2 separate regions of the Gossypium arboreum genome follow, and region 1 is linked to region 2. The links are chromatin contacts, called in public Hi-C maps. All regions are on one chromosome and are shown on one strand. Each heading gives the region's core, a stretch centred on a gene start, on an enhancer-like site or on the middle of the called end of the contact. The rest is flanking DNA. Distances are from core to core; before and after follow the strand shown.

Evidence for each region. Hi-C and Micro-C count contacts between places; a contact is called where the count stands out from the background.
Region 1: a contact with region 2 is called in a Hi-C map of leaf, with 3 times the contacts expected there. The contact joins the promoter of LOC108473742 here to the promoter of LOC108470670 in region 2. A contact is called at or near these places in 2 of 5 Hi-C or Micro-C datasets (both in leaf).

What each region holds. Positions count from the first base shown.
Region 1 is chr11:42,882,329-42,888,632 of ASM2569848v2, reverse strand. It overlaps LOC108473742 (branched-chain amino acid aminotransferase 2, chloroplastic), which reads left to right and starts at 2,005. Exons shown (of 10, transcript XM_017775475.2): 1 at 2,005-2,305; 2 at 2,388-2,482; 3 at 5,400-5,577; 4 at 5,953-6,129; 5 at 6,218-6,304. The coding sequence starts at 2,153.
Region 2 is chr11:42,685,894-42,692,944 of ASM2569848v2, reverse strand. LOC108470670 (probable pectin methylesterase CGR3) reads right to left here and starts at 2,036. Exons shown (of 7, transcript XM_017772073.2): 1 at 1,817-2,036; 2 at 1,496-1,662; 3 at 1,355-1,394; 4 at 1,205-1,240. The coding sequence starts at 1,618. It overlaps LOC108474194 (a long non-coding RNA gene), which reads left to right and starts at 3,686. Exons shown (of 5, transcript XR_008274783.1): 1 at 3,686-4,329; 2 at 4,402-4,483; 3 at 4,568-4,645; 4 at 4,757-5,343; 5 at 6,875-7,051.

The sequences.
Region 1 (6,304 bases), core at 756-3,255, 200 kb before region 2:
CAACAACTATAGAAGAAGGTCATTACATCATATGTCCTCCACTCCTAAATGAAGATAAGTACTCAAATTGGAAAGTGAGAATGAAATTCTTTGTCCAAACATTTGATTATGGTGCTTGGAGAATTATTACAAGAGGTTCATTAGAGGTGTCCAAGGAGGAAGAAAGACGGGATGCAAATGACAAGGCCAAGGCTCAACAAACTACTAATGCTACACACACTCTCTTTTGTGGATTGAATGGATAAGTCTTCAACACAGTTTCCTTTTATAGTAATGCCAAGCAAATATGGGATAAATTAGAGGAAATTTTTGGGGGTAGGAAGGAAAAGAAGGAGATTAAAAGTTCCTTGTAAAAGCAAATGCTCAACTAATGGATAAGGAGTCAATGATCAACAATCAAATGAAATCTACCCTTCAAATCCAAAGGTGATGTGTTTAATGGCTATTAAAGAGCCAATCTTTTAGTTCACATTATTTAAATTCATATTCTTTTAATGAATTACAAGATGCCTTTTAAGGAGTTAGTATCAGAATTTGAGACATAGATTCCAAATACAAGAAAATGATTTCAAAAGTTGAAGTTGAGAATGATTTTCTTTTAGAAGCAAAATTTTATTTAAGAAGCAAAATGAAAAATTGAAAATAAAATTGAGGAGCAAAAAATAACAATTTAGCTGCTATAGACACACTACGATGGATAGGGTTAGGTAACCTCTACTCCTACACTTTATTGAATATGAATATGTATTATTTAAATTCACCTTAGTTCTTGTACTTTTTTTCTACTTTGGTACTTAAACTTGGCAACTAGATTCATTTTGGTCCCAAACTTGAAAAATATAAAAGTTTGATGACATGACACTCTGAGACTGTGTTATATCATCAATTGAAAATTACAAAAATTATATAATTTTTAATCTTAATATTTTTATCCAAATCCTTCCAAATTTTAGATTGACTTTTTGATAATCGGACCTTGAATAGGTTTTTAAATCTAACTCTTTTTTAATTATTATATGATATTAAAATGGGCTGTTATATATTATATTTATTATGTATTTTATATATAAAATAAATATAAAATATTAGTCAAATAAAAAAATTAATGTTTTGGTTTAATATTTTAGATTTATTTGTAAAATTAACTTGTGAAGACTCAACTAACTAAACTAGTACGTGGCAATCTTCAATTATTTTTATTTTTCTATCGAATAAATTAAAATATAATGATAAATAAAATTAATTTCTTATTGTAATTTTTATTTTTAAAATTTGATTTTTTTTTGCAATTAATATGTAATCTGAAAAACAAATTAGGAAAAAGTAATTTTTATTATAAAAGGTATAATATAATTTTTAGCTCTTAAACTTGGGAATTAAATCCATTTTAGTCCCTTAATTTAGATTTTGTCAAGATTTGTAATGTGGCCGTGTTCTTAGAACATGATTGGATTAGTTGGTCGGACCGATTGGACTGATAATCAACTGATATATTGGTTTATAAAATGGGTTAAATCGATTGAATCGAAAATTACTTGAAATTGATAAAAAAATAAGGATAAAAACCCATAATTGAACAAGTTGAACTAGTTTAATATATTTTTAAAAGTTTTATGAATTTTTAATTAATTAGTTAATTAATTATTGTTGGTCTAAGCAGTTGAACTAATCAAATCGATTAAATCGAGAACCAATAGTATGATCTATTTGACCACTTGTCGCTTATTAGAACAATACATGTGACACTCTAAAATTGTATCATATCATTACATAAAAATTTATATAATTTTTAAATTTTAATTAATAATGTAATACAATCTTAAAATGACATATATCAAAGTTCTATATTTATCAAATTTAGAGACCAAAATAAATATAATTATCAAGTTTCCATACTAAAATAGATAAAAAAATATATACAAACTAAACAAACTAAAGTCCATGGCTAAAAATTATATTATCAGTAAGAAAATTATTTACAACTTAAAAAAAACGTGGTCCCTTTTATAATAAAGGGGCACGAACTGGGTCATGGAGAGGGGGCAAGGGATTTCCATCCTTAGCGGTTTAGGTTAAATATTGGTCACGTCAGCTAACAAATACAGATTTACAAAAGAAACTGCCATTTCGTAGACCAAAAAGAAGGGGGGAGATGGAGAGCAACGCCGTCCTAGCTACTCTCCAGCCTAATTACAACATTCTTAGCCCTTCACGGTTTTACTCCTCTTCCTCCTCCGCCGCCACCACATTTCTTTCTGTTTTCTACCCTCAACGCACGCGCTTCTCTCCGCCGCAATATCTCAAGGTAATCTCACTTTTCCCCTCACGTTTTTGACTGTTTTTTTTTCTTTCTTATTTGCTAAATTGCTTATGCGTTTATTTTGCAGTTAGATAAGCAAGTTTTAGCTTTTGCTTCCTGTCGCTATGCTCATGAAGTTAAGTCTCCTTTTAAGAATGCTGCTGTTTTATCCGATTCTTATAGGTGCGTACTTTTTGTTTTTCTTTTTTAACGCTAAGATTAAAAATTTTCAAATTATATGACCAAACCGCATTAGATTTCTGCAGTGCATTGTTCCTTTTTCCGATTAAGCTCCCTTCTTTTAGCGTCTCTCTCTCCCCCCCCCCTTTTATTTTTTGTCAATCAAAGAACTATTTTTTTAAAGTTTTAATTTTTCTATCAATTGAAAGATAGGAGAGCAAAAAAGAAAAGCAAATAGCTAATAGCAATTTTCTTCTTCTTCTTTTTTTTTTTTTTTCTTTCAAATGGCAATCTTTTTCATTTTTTTATTAAATAGAAAGTAAATAGCAAAAGAAAAAATAAAATACTAAAGTTAGTATTGTGATGGGCACAAGGTGTACTCTGGTTCTAGGACTCTTATATTGCCTTAGGCGCCAAAAAAAGGGGGCTAGCTTAAGCTTAAGCGAGTAATCGTGATATATATGAGTTTTTGCATTCGAGTGTGTAAATAGCTAAGACATATATTAAGCTCTAAAAGTGTAGTCTAGTTCATCTGTCAGTATGTATGATTTCGTTATTGTCCATGTCTATAGTTCAATACTCAAATATTAAGAAGTATATAGTTTGATATTATCCCTTTCTTACAAGTAAAGGTACATCTAATGAAAAAAGTGCAAGCAAAAGAAATTAAAGAGAAATTCAATCAGGTGGCCTTTATTTTTATGCCTAAAACTTTACAAAAATGCATGCCTAGACACACTGGGTATGTGCCTAATCAAATGGACCTTGTCTTCAAGGGTCTAAGGTACTTTTTTTGTTGGTGCTAGGGTGCGGGTGCACCTAGGCACATGCCTCGACAACACTGATTCTTGCTTTTGTTAAAAAGCTAAAAAAAGAAAAGCATGTAAATAAAATAGTTTTAGACTTCATTTTAGTACACTTTTGCCTGACCTAAGCAGATAATGTTTATGTGCATATGGAAAATGCTTTTAAAAAAAATTGAATTTATCTGTAGCTAAACATATAACTGCTTCTGTAAGATTAATTTAATTATTTATTGTTGGGCTAATAAAATTTGTTTTTTGCTCCATTTGCTGATGGCGTTTCCTTTTATAGCAGAGCAGACTGCTTGCAAATGGACCTTGATGCTAAATAGTTACTAATGCAATCATCATCTAGTATTTTGGAAATTTATATAACAAGAGAAGCCACAAGAAATGCTAAAAATTTTGGAAGTTTAATTTCATTTTTAGTATTAAAGAAATGGGTTATTGGTTCCATTTTATCCTAAGTCTCTCCTCCAGAGATCAAGAAAATAACTCAACAAAGTGTAGATGCTCATTTTTGGTTATTAATGCTTTTGTCAATAGTACTGTCAGAAAATATGGTTCCTCGCAGGATCACTCAATGTTGAAAAGGTTGTGAAACTAAGCTTAAAGAAGTTTAACAGGATTCTTAGGTTTGCTCCATTGCTGGGATGTCTTGGAGAGAATGGGTTGGAGGCTAAAATACGGATTATAGATACTGTTAAGAATTCTACTTCTTAACCTTTCTCTAGATTATTTTCTCCTTCTACTCGTTGATCAAACTGTGCACTTGCACTTAAGTTTGCAAGTAGCACTGTCCTTGCTAAAATGAGTTACATGAGTGTAACTTCCTTGAAACTACCATTATATCTGACATCTTCGTAACTTCTTACCCATTACTCGCACAAGTAACATGAATGTGATTTTACTCACTCTCATTACCCATACACGTTCTTTTAAATTAACCCACATGTCTCCCACATCCTATAAAATATGCTAGTTGTTTCATGATTTTTTTCTTTTTTTTTGGGATAACTACTTTGGAAAGACTATAAATGTAAAATCTAAAGTTTCATTGGGGATCTTTTGGCAAACTTTAGCCCTCTAAACTTCTGTTTGCTACTTTCTTTCTACAATCATAATAACCATCGTAGGTCTCATCACTAACCCCAAAGTTTGCTTCGACCTAATGGAGTCTCCAAGTTCTTTTGTTAAGGTGAGGAGATGTTATAATCTAGCAAAACGAGTTGTTGCAGAGAGATGGCAAAGAAGTAGATCGGGGCAGGCTCAAGAAAACAAGTGCGGTGGCCGGCTGTGGTGATGGATGCAATAAGGGGTTTAGAAAGATGAGACCTACGATGGGTATTATAATTGTAGAGAAGATTTTAGGAGGCTAAAGTTTGCCAAAAGATCAAAAGTCCCTTGATGAAACTTTGGATCTTCCATTGATAGTTTTTCCAGAGTAGTTATCCTAAAGAATGATTATGAAACAAGTTGCATACTTGATAGGATGTGGGAGAGATGTGGGTTAATTCACAACTATATGTTATAAATTATGGGTAATGAGAGTGAATGAAAACACGTTCATGTTACCTGTATAAGTAATGGGGCAGAAGTTACGAAGATAGTGGATATAATGGTAGTTTCGTGGAAGTTACACTCGTCTAACTCATTTTGGCAAGGAGAGTGCTCCATGCAAACTTAAGTGCAAGTGCACAGTTTGATCAAGAGTCCAGGGAGAGAAAAAAAACTTGTACTCTAGGGAAAGGTTAAGAATTAGAACTCTTAACAATATTCGTATCTTAGCCTGCAAGCCATGTTCTCTAAGACATCTCAATAGTGGAGCAAACCTAAAAATCCTGCCAACCTTCTTAAGCTTAGCTCTACAGTCTTTTTAATATGGAGTGATTCTATGAGGAATGATATTTCCTAGCACTACTATTGGCAGAAGTGTTAATAATAAAAAACGAGTATCTACACAAAGAACATTTTTGTTCACTAATTTTCTTGAAATTTCCTCTGCCTATAGGTATCATCTAATGATTTTGTTAAATTTCATCTGTTACTCTGCTTATATCTACCCTACATGGGAGTTATTTGTTCTGTGCCTTGACTAAGTGTTTTGTTGATTGCAGTAGTGAGGCATCCGAACTAGCTGATATAGAGTGGGACAATCTTGGATTTGGGTTACTTCCTACTGATTATATGTATATGATGAAATGTTCTCAAGGTGGAAACTTCTCTAAAGGTGAATTACAACGGTTTGGGAATATTGAATTAAATCCCTCAGCTGGGGTCTTAAATTATGGGCAGGTCAGATTTCTTAATTTTCATGCGTGACTTTTATCTGCGGCTTTCTCTTAGATTTCATTCTTCTACATTGCCAATCAGGACGTACGGTTATGTGACAGTTTCTGTGCTTTATTTGTGCGTCTATTCTTATTTGCAGATGCTTACAAATTAAGTTAGTTTATAAATTGTTGTTATATAAAATGACCTCCTTCACCTCTCCTCTGACAAAAGCAAAAGGAAGAAAGAGTTCATCCTGCCTTCAATGTCCTCTAAGATAATTTTTGCTTAAGACCCCATTTTTATCTGGAAAACTTATTTTTTAATTTGTCTTTAAGCATTGTGATATAGCAGTCTTTTATTTCTCTCTGAACATCATTTTTTGGTTTGTGTCTATAGGGATTATTTGAAGGTCTGAAAGCCTATAGAAAAGAAGATGGTAATATTCTTCTTTTTCGCCCTGAGGAGAATGCTCTTCGAATGAGGCAGGGTGCAGAGAGGATGTGCATGCCAGCACCTACTGTTGACCAGTTTGTGGAAGCTGTAAAGGAAACCGTCCTGGCAAACAAACGTTGGGTAACTAATATCCCTGATATGAAGCATGTCCAGTTTAGCAATTTGATTTACATGTTTTATGAGTAGATTGTTAAATTTCTCATTACAGGTTCCCCCACCAGGTAAAGGGTCCTTGTATATCAGGCCATTGCTCATGGGAAGTGGAGCTGTACTTGGTCTTGCACCTGCTCCTGAG
Region 2 (7,051 bases), core at 787-3,286:
CAATTGCTAATAGCACACCTCCAGTGCAATTAACTTACGTGGACAACAATGGAAAACCAAATTTTCACTGGTTTAAAAGTGTCCAGGGAAACCCACTTGAGAGCTACTTCCATTTTTATCCCTCTTTCTTTTATCTTCTGTATTTATAATTTTGTAATTTCATTTTTATTATTTTATCTTTATGGTATTTTAAAATTAAATTTTCATTTATAATTTATTGTTTAAAACTTTATATTAATTTTATAGTTTAATAAATTATTTGAATAATATTTATTAAAGGAATTATTAATTTAAATATATTCTTTATTTGTTTCCATAACTATCGTTAATTTTATTTTCAAAATATTTAGTTTAATTTTAGTATTTTTAATTACTATTAGCTTTTTTAGAAAATGTTACAAATTCCATTTTATATCAATTTAATTTAATATCACTAATAGTCACACATGTCTCACCACTAATTTTTAATCTCATTACTACAATATTTAATCTCACCACTACAATAACCAATCGCACCTCCACTGTTGTTTTTAATCTCACTAAAGCCAATGTCACTGCTCATCTAGATGCACCTTAAAATAACTTAAGGTCTCCAACTCGTTAAGGTTGTATCATACAACTTGAAGATGGGAGAATAGATACAGATTTCAAATTCAGAACAAATTGCATAATAAAATACATGAAACCATAAGCTTAATAATTAGTTTCAAATGCATATGAAAATATAGGTTTACTAAATCTTAACCAACTTTAACTAAATGTCTATTTTTATCCTTGATTTATGAGAAAAATATCAAATTCAAAACTACTCACAAACATAGCATTAGTATCCAAAATTAAGGATGTTGTTTAATTAAACTGGTACATAACAAAGTCAATATGAATGATAGGTTAAACAAACACATTTGTATAGCATGGGGGATTAATCACAAACTACTGCTTACTTGGATGAATAAATAAAATCTATCCAAAAATAGAAACATAGCATTAGTTTCCAGTTCATTACTGCACTCATCATTAACATTCAAATTAGTAGGAATCACTCGTTAATTGTGAAAGTTAAACGTTGATCAAAGATGTACTATAAAGAAATAGACTAAAAAGTACTGAAGGGAACCGGACCCTAAAACACTCACACGGAACCCAGAAACTTCACAATCGCAAGTTAATTTAATTGTGAAAATCAAACTAAAATAAAATTTACCTCCGATCCGACTAACTGCTTCGCCTCGGAATTTGCCTATATTCCTCCGAAGAGACGTAACGGGTAATTAATTGAACAAATAAGATTAGCGTATTGAATAACAAAGCAAGTAAATCCAAACAAGAAATAGCAGTAAAAATGTAAGGATACCTGAGCCACTATATACATAGCCAATAAGAAGGATAGCGCCCTGAAAGTTCAATTTTACCACCGAAGTTAATTTCCTTCGCTAAAAGCAACAAAATTAGAAATAAAATTAAATAAAGAGGAAAAAAAAAGACAGAGAAATACCACAAGGACAAGACCGATTGGTAAAATGGGAGAAGATCGGGGTTTGGAATGTAGGGCACCAGCGAGAGAAAAGCTTCCGCTGTCGACAAAGCGGCGCATGGGATTAGCTTGCCTCCTTGACATGGTAGCTTGCTTACTATCGTTCTAAATCTTGCCTGTTATTTACACTGTAACAAGAAAACAAGAGATTTAGACAAAATTCCAGCTTCATGGGAAGAAGAAACATCAATGGCAAACAATCAAAACGAGAAAATCAGATCCAAAGCACGAGAAAGCTTTGAATATGAGATAAAGAAAGAAAAGAAAGTGGGCAATGTTCACCTTTGATATGAAGAAATGAGAAAGGGGCATTTGGATTTGGGATCTTAGATCTGTGATTGTCAGCCAGTGTTTTTTTGGCCTTTCTTTTTGCTTCTTTTTCCCTTGCAAACACTACTCAGTAGGAATTATGAAAGCAGCTCAAAATTCGCTATTTATTTGCTTTTGCATTTTTTTTTAAATAACTTATATTATCCTAAAAAAAAATCATTTCTATATCATCCTTTTTAAAGACAAATTTATTATACACACATTTGTATAAAAACTTCTCGGGTAATCTCTAAAATAATCATTTTATTTTTCTCATATTATATTTTAGTCATTTATATTTGAAATGTTACGTTTTAGTCACTTATGTTATTATTTTATTACAAAGTGATCACCCTACTATTAAATTTCGTTATCTCTCTAACGATAATCGTATGTGGCAGTCCAACTAGAATTTAAGTGCCAACTTAGATTTTCAAATGAGATGAAAATAATTTTTTACTTAAATAAATTTAATTAATTAAAATTTTTAAATCTTAAACCTTAACTAAAAAATTGTTCATCTCCTCTCTTTTTTTAATTGTTCATCGAATATTCAATATTCGATGATGTGAAATGCTCAAGTCATTTTTTCTATCGATAGATCAGGACAATATTGAAAAATCGGAGTGAAGTTAAACTCTTCAGGCCTTCCTTAATTAGGCATACTAGATCAGGACAATTTTCTATTGATAGATGTTGAAGAGATGTAAGATGATGAAGCCCCTTGTCTGGAAATGACACCAAATCTATGATACCATCAATATGCATAACCTTTAGCTTGGATACATACAGTGGATACACCAAATTTGCTCCTGCTACTACCATTGCTGACTATTGCAAAAGCCTTGCAGGCTTATTCTTTAGCTCCAGTTCTTCCAGAAATGGATGCAATGGTATATGTGTCAGGTTGGTGCAAATCCCAATTTTTAATTTTGAAAGACAAGGGAATGAGGGTATTGGTTCCTTCTTTTGCAATGGCCTTTGTGATGATGCTGCTGCGCGATGATTATCATTGGTAACAGGAGGGGCTTCCCTCTACCACCCCTTCAGATTTCGCAAGTCAAAAAACACTAATTCTTCTAGGCAAGAGAAGAATTCTTTACCTTCTCTTCCTCTATTCATTGGATTTTCCTTGAATGATAAAGATGAAGAAGACTCGGCACTGCTATCTTCAATGTATTCGGCACTACTATCTTCAATGTACTGGACAGCAGTTATATCTTGATAATAGTTTTTCCAGTAAAATGAAGAAGAAAAACTAAAAACAGAAGAGACGAAAGAAAAATAAAAATAAAAAAGAGAGGAGATGAACAATTTTTTAGTTAAGGTTTAGGATTTAAAATTTTTAATTAATTAAATTTTATGTAATTAAAAATATATTTTCATCCTATTTGAAAATCCAAGTTGGGTTAATTAGACTGCTACATAGGATTACGTTAGGGAGATAACAGAACTTAACAGTAGGGTGATCACTTCGTAATAAAATAATAACATGAGTGACTAAAACGTAACATTTCAAACATAAGTGACTAAAATATAATATGAGGCAAACAAAAGTGACTATCTTTGTAGATTACTCTAAACTTCTCTCTAACTCAATTAAATTTTAATTAAATTATTTATGAAATAGGTAGCTAATAAGATTGAAAAAAAGAGCATTGACAATTAAAATAAATATTATGCATTTGATTGTTTTATTTTTATTTTTTTAAATAGAATGGTTGAGATTTTATTCAAATAAAAGCGTATAAAGACAGGCCCAACAAAATAGAACAAAAATTACAACCCAAAATAAATAAGACCAACCCAATGAATAGACTAAACATAAGGGAAATTAGTTTTGATAGAAGAAGAAAACCGACAAAGCATTAAAAGAAACATAAATGATCCCAACAACCTAGGTAAGTTGTTCAATTCCAAAGCATCTGAAAAGCTAAACCTTTCAGCAGCCTGTCAGAGTATTATCCCATCAATCCTATCAATCTACTTCAATGATATACTGGAAGGTGTTCTTTCAAAAACCATTGCGCCTCTTCAGAATATTGGCACTCTTTCATCTAAAAAGACCCAAAAATTCCTTTTCCAACTATTTCCTTCCCCTCTTCCAGAACAGGGAACCGATATCAGATGTGGCTTGTACGATGTGGTTATCACCGATCTATTTCAACAGCATCGAGTGCATAAGCAGAAACATCACCCACAAGATAAGTTGCTTCATTTTTTTTAAGACCCTCTGTAGCCAAAACATAAGTAGAACCGTTTATATGTTTTTGTACATGATGGAAAACACAGTTTTGGAAAATCACACATGACGCACAGATATTATGAATATATGCTCCAATTACTGACCGTTCCCCTTTATTTTCTTTCAGATTACAAATCACAGACAAGCAATCTCTTTCGACTTCTATATTTAGAAAACCCATTTTAGCTCCTATCAAAACTGCCTGGAAGTAAGCCATCACCTCTGCTGTAAAATGGTGAAGGTATGTTGGCATGTAAAACAATTTTTGAACAGAGAAGATTACTTGTCATTTCTAATAATAATCCCTGAACAGGATTTATTATCTTGCTTGCAAAATCTTGCATCAAAATTTATTTTGACAAAAGGGTTCTGAGGCGCATTCCATACACCAACGAGTATGATTTGCTTTACAATTTTGCTTTTATCCCCCATAATTTCACCCAAATACTTTATGATGAAATATATTGTCTCCCTTACAGTCGCATTTTGCCCTTCATGTAGCAATTTTTTGTGTGCAATCCAGATTGCCCACAACCTACAGTAAAACAATCGACAAGGTACATGAAACTATTTTTAAAAAAACTATTTACCCGTTCTACCATTTGAGTCATATGCATTTCCATACATTGTGTGAACCCTAACTGTTGCCAGATCTCCTTTGTGTACAGACACTTTTGAAAAACATGTTCAACTATTTCCACACTATTGTGGCAGCGGAGACAGATCGCAGAGTTCATCAACCCCCTATAATATAGGTTTTCATAAGTAGGCACAAAGTTGTTCATAATCCTCCATGTTGTAATTTATATTTTGGAGGGTAGATCAATATTCCATAGCCTTTTGTATCAGTTGGAGTAGGGGTAGAAATTTTCATTAGTAGAAATTCCATAATGGTTATGTATCAACCATTTCTAAGCACTTCGGACCGTATATTCCCCTGTAGCTTTACCACTCCAAGTGCGAGCATCCTTCTGTGGAACAAGGGGTAAAGGAATGGCTAGAATCCACCGAGCATCATCAACAGCAAAGGTAGAATTGATTAAATACTCCTTCCAATTATTTTTTTACTGGTCTATCAAATCTGCCACACTTTGAATAGAATCATCTTGTATAGGATTTTGAATTCGTTGATTTTGATTTCCAAGTATCAATGCATCTACCCCAACCGAGACCTCCGTACCCGAACCAATTCTCCAGTACATTCCAGCCTCCAAAATGCCCTTGGTGACTCATATGCTTCTCCAGGTATAGGAAGGTAGTTGTCCTAAAGTTGACTCCATAAAATTAGTATTTGGAAAATACTTCGCTTTTAGAGTACGTGTTAATAATGAATCTAGATAACTAAGCAACCTCCATCCTTGTTTGGCAAGTAAGGCTAAATTAAATTGAGATAAAGAGCGAAAACCTAGGCCACCGTGACTTTTCAATTCACATAATCGGTTCCATGTATGACAATGAATACCACGCTTATTACTATTTTGACGCCACCAAAATTGACTAATAATGCTTTCTAATTCATAACAAAGCACTTTTGGTAATAAAAAACATAACATAGAATAGGTAGGGAGAGCTTGGAGGACTGATTTTTATAAATACCTCTTTGCCTCCCTGTGAGAGATGTTGAATACTCTATCCAGAAATTTTTGCTCATATCATGTCCTTAAGACTCTGAAAAGGTTTTCTTTTACCACTTCTAACAATGTTTGGTAGGCCTAGGTACTTCTTTGGTATAGTAGAAATTCGTATGTTCATCATTTGGGAAACCACTTCCTTACTCGCATTTGTAGTGTTTGAGCTAAAAAAACATTGTGGATTTCTCAAAATTGGTGCACTGCCCAGAAATGTCTTCATACTCCCTTATGATTCTTTTTAGAACATTAGCACCCTCACGTGTCACTTTCCCAAATAGAAAGTAATCGTCTGCAAACATTATGTAAGTAATCTATGGGCCCCTTCTATAAACCTTCATACCCCTTATCAATCCTTCCTAATTTGCAAGTTTCATTAACTTCAAAAGCATTTCTCCTCAAAACAAGAACAATTAGGGACTCAAAGGGTCACATTGTTTCAATCCCTTTTCCAGTTTAAAAATTCCATCAGCCTGCCTATTAAGAATAACAGAATAGTATACTGAGTTAATACATCTCATTATGAAATTCACCTAAGAATCCGCAAAACCCATTGCTCTCATCATTAGCTCAATGAAAGGCCATTCTACTAGATCGTAAGCTTTACTCATATCAAGCTTCAAAATTATCTACCATTTCCTTCCAGTTCTCTTGTTTTTAAGCGTGTGAAGTACCTCATAAGCTAGAAAAACATTTCCGTAATGAGACGCCTGGGTACAAAGGCACTTTGTGCTTCATCTATACACGATTCCAACATCTTTTGCAAACGATTTGCTTTCTTGAGTTTTTTTTTTCTCTCCATCATCTTCTTCATCATCTAACATTAGAGCTTGCGGCCATGGTAGCTTAAACCTCTCACGGGTGAGCCAACGTAAAAACCAGAAGCAAACAAGCTCTTGATGAGGAGACCTAAATACGTAACAAGAGGGAATGGAGAGATTCAGTCGAGTTGTCTAGGGATAGTATTCTCCATTCGATTCTTTCTTATTTCTTTCTAAATGCTGGTGATTACTCTCTGATTTCTAATTGTATGGAAGCACTGATGAATTCTTGGTGAATTTTTATCTTATTTAATCTTTGATTTTATTGTTTAATCTTAAGGTTTTAATGTTTTTAACGCAGAAGTGTTATTGTAGTCACTAACACTGGAAAGTGCAGTGACAGTTTGAGCCAACAAGCATTACAACGGAAGTTAAGTGAGGGTTAGAGAAATTTAGTCCACTTGTTCTTAATAGTGCCATACTGCCATCATCGAAAGGTGAGGTTAATATGCATAGTTAAGTTTGAGATTAAATAGAGGAGTAACGCTGAGTAAGATATACATTGAATTTTATT